Regions from separate parts of the Sus scrofa genome. Here region 2 is linked to region 1. Evidence: chromatin contacts called from public HiChIP or PLAC-seq data. All regions are on one chromosome and are shown on one strand. Each heading gives the region's core, a stretch centred on a gene start, on an enhancer-like site or on the middle of the called end of the contact. The rest is flanking DNA. Distances are from core to core; before and after follow the strand shown.

The links. HiChIP or PLAC-seq counts read pairs in DNA pulled down with a chosen protein or histone mark.
Region 2: a contact with region 1 is called in an H3K27ac HiChIP or PLAC-seq map of alveolar macrophages. The contact joins two enhancer-like sites. A contact is called at or near these places in 2 of 2 datasets of contacts at active chromatin or transcription factors (alveolar macrophages and skeletal muscle).

What each region holds. Positions count from the first base shown.
Region 1 is chr6:103,131,644-103,134,775 of Sscrofa11.1, forward strand. The region is part of intron 7 of DLGAP1 (disks large-associated protein 1); the gene reads left to right. Among named protein-coding and RNA genes, the nearest start is that of TGIF1, 100 kb to the right of the region's middle. Within about 2 kb of position 1,803, at least 69 of the 83 cell types and tissues checked have an H3K27ac peak or open chromatin away from gene starts, as enhancers often do. A contact at or near this core is called in alveolar macrophages, where this site is marked.
Region 2 is chr6:103,630,643-103,634,023 of Sscrofa11.1, forward strand. It overlaps a transcript of LPIN2 not described here. Among named protein-coding and RNA genes, the nearest start is that of LPIN2, 55 kb to the right of the region's middle. Within about 2 kb of position 1,524, at least 12 of the 83 cell types and tissues checked have an H3K27ac peak or open chromatin away from gene starts, as enhancers often do. A contact at or near this core is called in alveolar macrophages, where this site is marked.

The DNA.
Region 1 (3,132 bases), core at 553-3,052:
CCGCCGGCCCTGAATCTTCCCTTCCTGTCAACAGTCCATTCAACCCAGGAAGACCTGCTGACCTGGCTGGGACAGATTTTGAAAAATATGCACAGTTACCAACATGAGGAAAAAAAAAAACAAAAAACCAAAACACCCTAAGTCCTAGAGGAAGTGGTATATCTGATGTAGTGGTAGAAATCACTTCAACAAGTTGTGGAACAAATGGAAATTTAAGCCCAAGAGATGAAACTGCCAGGGCAGCCGCTGGTGTGTGTGGATGACTCAACAGCACCTGTTGGGGAGGCTGGGAAAATGAACCGTGAAATCCTGATGGCTTTCCCTCCTGGAAGCAACGGCCATGCCTTGCAAATTAGTGAGTGAGCCTGGTGTTCTCAACATCCTGACACGAAACTTTGTGCCTCGTTCTCTGAAGGCTGTGACTCACCTCAGCTACTGGTCAAATGATTCTTACTCAGAGCCCTTGGTTTGTAATCTGGAACGTTAAAGGATCGAGTCAAGGACTAGCCAGATGTCTGCTGCCTTTCAAGATGTTCCTTTGAAATGACTGATTTCAGGCAAGAACTGGTTTTACATATGGTAACCCTCCATTTCTCAGAGTGGTTAACTTCTTGCCAAGCTTCATTAAAGGTTCCCATGAGAGGCTTCAGATCTCAGTGCCTGGACCTGGGCCTTCTAAAATGACTTTCCTCCAAACAACACTTAACTTCCTTTAATTTAGTTAATTAATGGAACTTTCTGAAGAGAACAGCGGCTTTGATCTGAACCTCTTTCTTAGTTTTCTTAACATTTCCGGAAAGGGACAAAGGGGGCTGCCCTTGCAACTGACTAGAGCTACCAGGGCCTCACAACTGTAATCCTTCCTCCAAATCAGGGACCGGATTGCTCCGAAGGAGGGAGGAGCCCAGGAGAGGAAGAAGCCTTGGTTAAAAAGACTGCCCTGGGCATTTTCGTGGGTGTTTGCCCCACACAGAGATAAAAGAGCTAAGGTGGGGCTGCAAAGCAGGCTCTCTGGGAGGCTGGGCCAGCAGTTTGGGAATCCTAAATCATCTTTGCAAATAAACTAACAGGAAACCAGTGAAGGGAATTAGAAATGTTTCTACCTGAGAGAAAGGCTTCTGCAAACAATCGACAAATTCAGATAAAAATGGAAAATGCCAGTCCCACCCAGCAGAACCCTCGTTTTCTTGGCTATTCATCCTCACTGCCATCCACTTAACCAAAGAGCGGCAGCAGCTTTTGCTTTTCAACTTGCCAAGGTAACAAAAACTGTTGCCCTAGCAGCTGCTGGGGGGGGGGGGGAAGGTCAGCACCCTCAACCCAGAGCTCTTACCCTTAATTTTAAGGTGGTAAATTAAAAAGCAAGACATTCTGGGTCTTGACTTACTCTTTGCGTTTTTTTCTGGAAGACAAAAGCAGCCAAGCCATCCCCCTTCCTTGTGACTTACCTGGGAGCCGAGCCTCGGATTTCCAGGTACATCGGTGATGTTCCGAGATTGGTCACCAGGGGGCGCTCGAGAGCGGGCTGCCTGCAGCAATACTTTGTTTTCTCAGACTGAGCTGGGAGGGAGGGGGGGTGGTGAGGGAGATGCCGCTGGCTTTAAAAAAAAAATCCTTTTGTTCTCTGAAATCCTGCTGCCTGCCGTTTTAGAAGGCAAAGGTTGCCACGTTACCTGTTGCCAGGTTCCTGCGAGTGCTTGGGGAAAATGTGGGCGACAAAGGTAACGCACAAAGTCCTCGGGCTCGGTGGCTTTCAAGCCCTTTGGCCGGGCTGGGCGCTGACATTTGGAGCGCAGCTGCGGCGATCGGCCCAGCATTGTTGGGTTGTAGTTCTAACAGAGGAGTGGCTGCGTCTGACATCATTTCCAGGCATGGAGTGCCTGGGGCTTTTTTTTCTTTCCTTCTTTCTTTTCTTTTTTTAATGACTAACTTTCTAACCCCCCCCCCCCACACACACACACACACGCACACCCCGGTTTGGGACAGTACACGCACTGTGCACGACAAGCCTCACCTCAGGAAGCCCAAGTTTTGTAGCAACTTGTTAAAATAACTCGGGTGCCTCAGGAAAAAAAAAAATCTGTGACTCTGAAACAAACCTTGCCATTCTTCCTCTGAGAACAATGTTGTGTTTGATTTGCAGCAGAAAGCGCTGCTCTCCCCGGCTACTATCGACTGAATAGATCTCGGAGCCAGACAAGCTGAGGCTTGGGCGTTTGTCTGGCATTAGGAAGTGTCTGGAATACTAGTAACTACCCACTGGCAAGTCCTATGACTACAAAAGTTATTACAGCAGCCCTCCCTCTCTGTCCACATCCCGCTCCGCCCCCTACACCCTCACACAGGCCCTGCTTTTTTCTACTTGACCGAGGAAAGGTTAGCTGTTCCTGCGGTTTCCGTGGAGGATGGCTCTGGTGGAAATCGTTCTCACAGCCTCTTCCCTTGAGCCAAAACTAACCAGGGGGAAGGCCAGCAGCGGCCCGGGTCCCCTCAGAAGCCCCGGCCCCGCCCCCGCGGCCCTGGGATGGCCACCCTCTCCCCGTGGGGCCAGCAGGGCGCGGACCACTGACCAGCACACTTTGGGTGGCCTGTACATGTTGAGCTGTAAATATTTTGAAAGAAGGCGGTTATTTTTCCCCGTGTGGTGTTTTTTGCGGCGTTTCTCCCTTTGGCAGCAGTTTTCAAGCTGCATGGGCACACCCCTTGCTGACCCATCCACATGCATGCATCCTCCTCACCTTTGCCCAGGTCCTGCAGCTGGGAGCCGTCTCCTGGAATTTGTCACAGAAAGCATTAAGCTTTACTGGCCAAGGCATTTAAGGTTTAATAGCAGATGAGTCCAGGTGATTTGAGTGAAGGAAAAGAGGTGGCATTTGGAGGCCAGAGAACACTAACTCTACCACCTCGTAGCTGCATGACTTAGAGCAATCAGTTACCTGCCCTGAGCCTCTGTCTTACCATCATATATATATATGGGTTTAGTGAGATCTCCCTGGGTCTCGAGACCCTGTCTATTAAATTCGCACGGAGCTCCCGTCGTGGCGCAGTGGTTAATGAATCTGACTAGGAACCATGAGGCTGCGGGTTCAGTCCCTACCCTTGCTCAGTGGGTTAACGATCCGGCGTTGCCGT
Region 2 (3,381 bases), core at 274-2,773, 500 kb after region 1:
AACCTGCACAGCATTTATTTCCTAAGTTCTGGGAATTATTATTTAATCATAAAAGACAGCTAGTGAAAAGCACTAAAAACAACATTCTAACAAGAAAACAATCTACAAAGCCTTACACGTTCCCCTGATTTTTCTAACATTGGAAGAAATTCATCTAATATCAGTAAGCCAGTTAGAGAATACGAAGGAAAGAGGCAAAAAAAAAAGAAAAAGACATATTTCCTGTCATCAAGAAATTGAATTTGTTTAGAAGAGCTGGCATGGAAGAAATTTGTCTGATGTCAGCAAGCTGGTTAGAGAAATATGAAGGACAGAGAAGAAGAAAAATATCTTTGTGTCGCTAAGAAAATGAATTTATTTAGAAGGGCTTGCAGTGAGAAGGAAGATGGGGACAGCGAGAGAAGGTAAAGCTGGATGCAGCTTGGGGGATCCTCAGGTGGAGCCAACACCCCAGACCCAGGAGGAAGAGGATAGATGGCAGAGCCTTTAGGAGAAGTGTTACAAGGGAGCTGGCCTCCTCTGCTAACGCAGTTTCTAAGAACAGTCTGGGGTAGTGCAGACATTCCATTCAAATCAGTGGTTATTCTGGGGGTGGGGGGGGAAGACAGTAGCTGCTGGAACAAGTAAACGGGAAGCCCAAGAAAGTTAAGTTTCACACATAGAAAGTTCTCCAGGCTGGTCTCCATGTCACATTTGTCCAGCATCTCAGTGCATTGCCGTGGCCTTTCAACAGGCTTGGGGCACCACCCTTCTGAGAAGAGTTAAAATCTTCACCTCTCCCACCTCGTAGCTTCTAAAATTGGTGCTATTGTTGACCTTTTCTGTTTGTTTATAATGTAAAGTACATGCTGATGAAATCTAAGCTTTGCAAGGGAGCTGGAACATCTCAAGACGCTAATAAGTCCCTTTCATGGAGAATTCACAGAACACATTTTCTCTAAGCTGCCCAGTTATGGAAGGTGATGGGTATTCCAACAAGGTAATAATTTTTGAAAAGATTCCATCTCCGAGGTGACATTGAGTGACCCCAATGATAGAAAGCTCTGTCTACCCACTAAGGCAGCAGTCCCAACTATATGATCCTGGAATGAGTGTCCCCAGCATGATGAGCTCTGCCCACTGGAAGGACTCGAGCAGAAACAGGACATCTTGCCCCAGGGGACTTTCTGCCCTAGAAGCAGCTGGGACACGTGGGCTTCCTAGGGTGCTGGTTTTACAATCCTGGCAGCACAAAGCCAGGGAAAATAAGTCTATCTTAAAATGGCTTTGTTCTCAGAACTAGGAATTATAACTGCTGATTAAGAGACTGCAAACTCAATGGCCTGATTTGGAGGTAGCTATATTGCGAATGACTTCTTTGAAGAGTTTTCATGCTTCCTTTTGCTCTTCGGGTCTGTTTACATAATTTTTGTTCCTCATCATCGAGAAAGATTTATTACAAAACAGGCTGTACAACACACTGTGGGAAACAAGCTGTTCCTTGCAGCTTGTTAGGGAAGTGGTAAGATATATTAAGTATGTCTTATGAGTGTTGAAGGTAAGGTTAACAAAGCCTGTAGGGATGGAGTTCCCTGATGGCCTAGTGGTTAAGAACCTGGTGTTGTCACTGCTATGGCTTTGCATTGCTATTGTGGCACAGATTCAATCACTGGCCGAGGAATTTCTGTATGCTGCAGGTGTGGACAAAAAAAATTTTTTTTTAATTTTAAGAATTAAAAAAATAGAGACATTTTTATATATTAATGCATTTTCATTTGTCCTTCCTTAACTTTTCTTATGAAATCAAGATGCACGCAAACACCTACATACCCATCACCCGAGCTAGGAAATGGCAAATCACCCCACTTCTTTACCCCACATTTGTTGACATATTCTCCTTTAGTGTCTCCTAAAACTTTCATATCACATATGATCCAATCTTAGTTGCCACTGATTGGAAGAAAAATCATGATCTCAGAAATGATAAAATGTGAAAATCAAAGTGTATGCTTGAAATGATGACAGCAGGGCAATTTTGTTTTTCTTATGTAGGTCTTTAACCCAACTAAAACTGATTTGGTGATATGGTATCGAATCAGATAGATGGGTAGAGTGGGGTCCAAATTTACTTTTGGCTGGATGGATAATCAGCTGCCTCCTCATCATTTATTGAAAAGTTCACCCTTCAGCCTGTGATCTGGACCACTGTCCCTACCCCACATTGAGGAGCATCCATGTATATGAACAATACATTGAGTGTCTGTATATGCCAAGGGTGTTTCTGGACTCTCGTTTTTGTTTGATCGGTCTGTATTTCTATCCCTATATCTACCCCATCCTTACTGATTATTACAGTTTTGGTACATAGGAGGGTACTTCCTCTCTCTACCTTCTTCTTCAAGAGTCTCTTAGTGGCTCAGCAGGTTAAGGATCCAGTATTGTTACTGATGCTGCTTGGGTCACTGCTTTGGCATGAATTCAACTCTTGGCCTGGAACTTCTATACTGCAGGCACAGCCAAAATAAAGACTCTCAAAGAATAGACCTCTGGGAGTTCCCGTCGTGGCTCAGTGGTTAACAAATCCAACTAGGAACCATGAGGTTTCGGGTTCGAGCCCTGGACTTGCTCAGTGGGTTAAGGATCTGGCATTGCCGTGAGCTGTGGTGTAGGTCGCAGATGCAGCTGGGATCCCGTGTTGCTGTGGCTCTGGCGCAGGCCGGCAGCTACAGCTCCAATTGGACCCCTAGCCTGGGAACCTCCATATGCCCCGGGAGCAGCCCTAGAAGAGGCAAAAAGACAAAAAAAAAAAAAAAAAAGACCTCTGTTGGGATTTCACATGGAAATGCATTGAAGCTACAGATCAATTTGTGGAGAATTAATATTTCTATGAGATTGGGTCTTTTTTATCCATAAATATATTTCTCTAATTAGGTCATCTTCATACCCTTTCTATGAAGTTTTATAATTGTCCTTGTAAAAGTCTTGCATATATTTTGTTAGATTCATTCCTAAGTATCTTTTTTTCTTTTTAAATGGCTGCACTCATGGCATGTGGAAGTTCCTGGGCCAGGGATTGAATCTGGGTCACAGCTGAGGCAACACCAGATCCTTTATAACCCATTGTGCAGGGCCAGGCATCGAACCCACTGTAGTTCAGATTCTTAACCCAGTGGACCACAGGGGTAACTCCTATGTTTCCCATTTTCAAGGGAACGGTTGCGTGTGATGTTTGCTGTAGGGTTTTGTAAATATCTTTTTCACATTGGTAAACCTAGTCATGCTTGTGTTTTCAATTAGTGTTTATAATTTTTTTTTTTTGTCTTTTTTTTTTGCCATTTCTTGGGCCGCTTCCGCGGCATATGGAGGTTCCCAGGCTAGGGGTCGAATCGGAGCTGTAGCTGC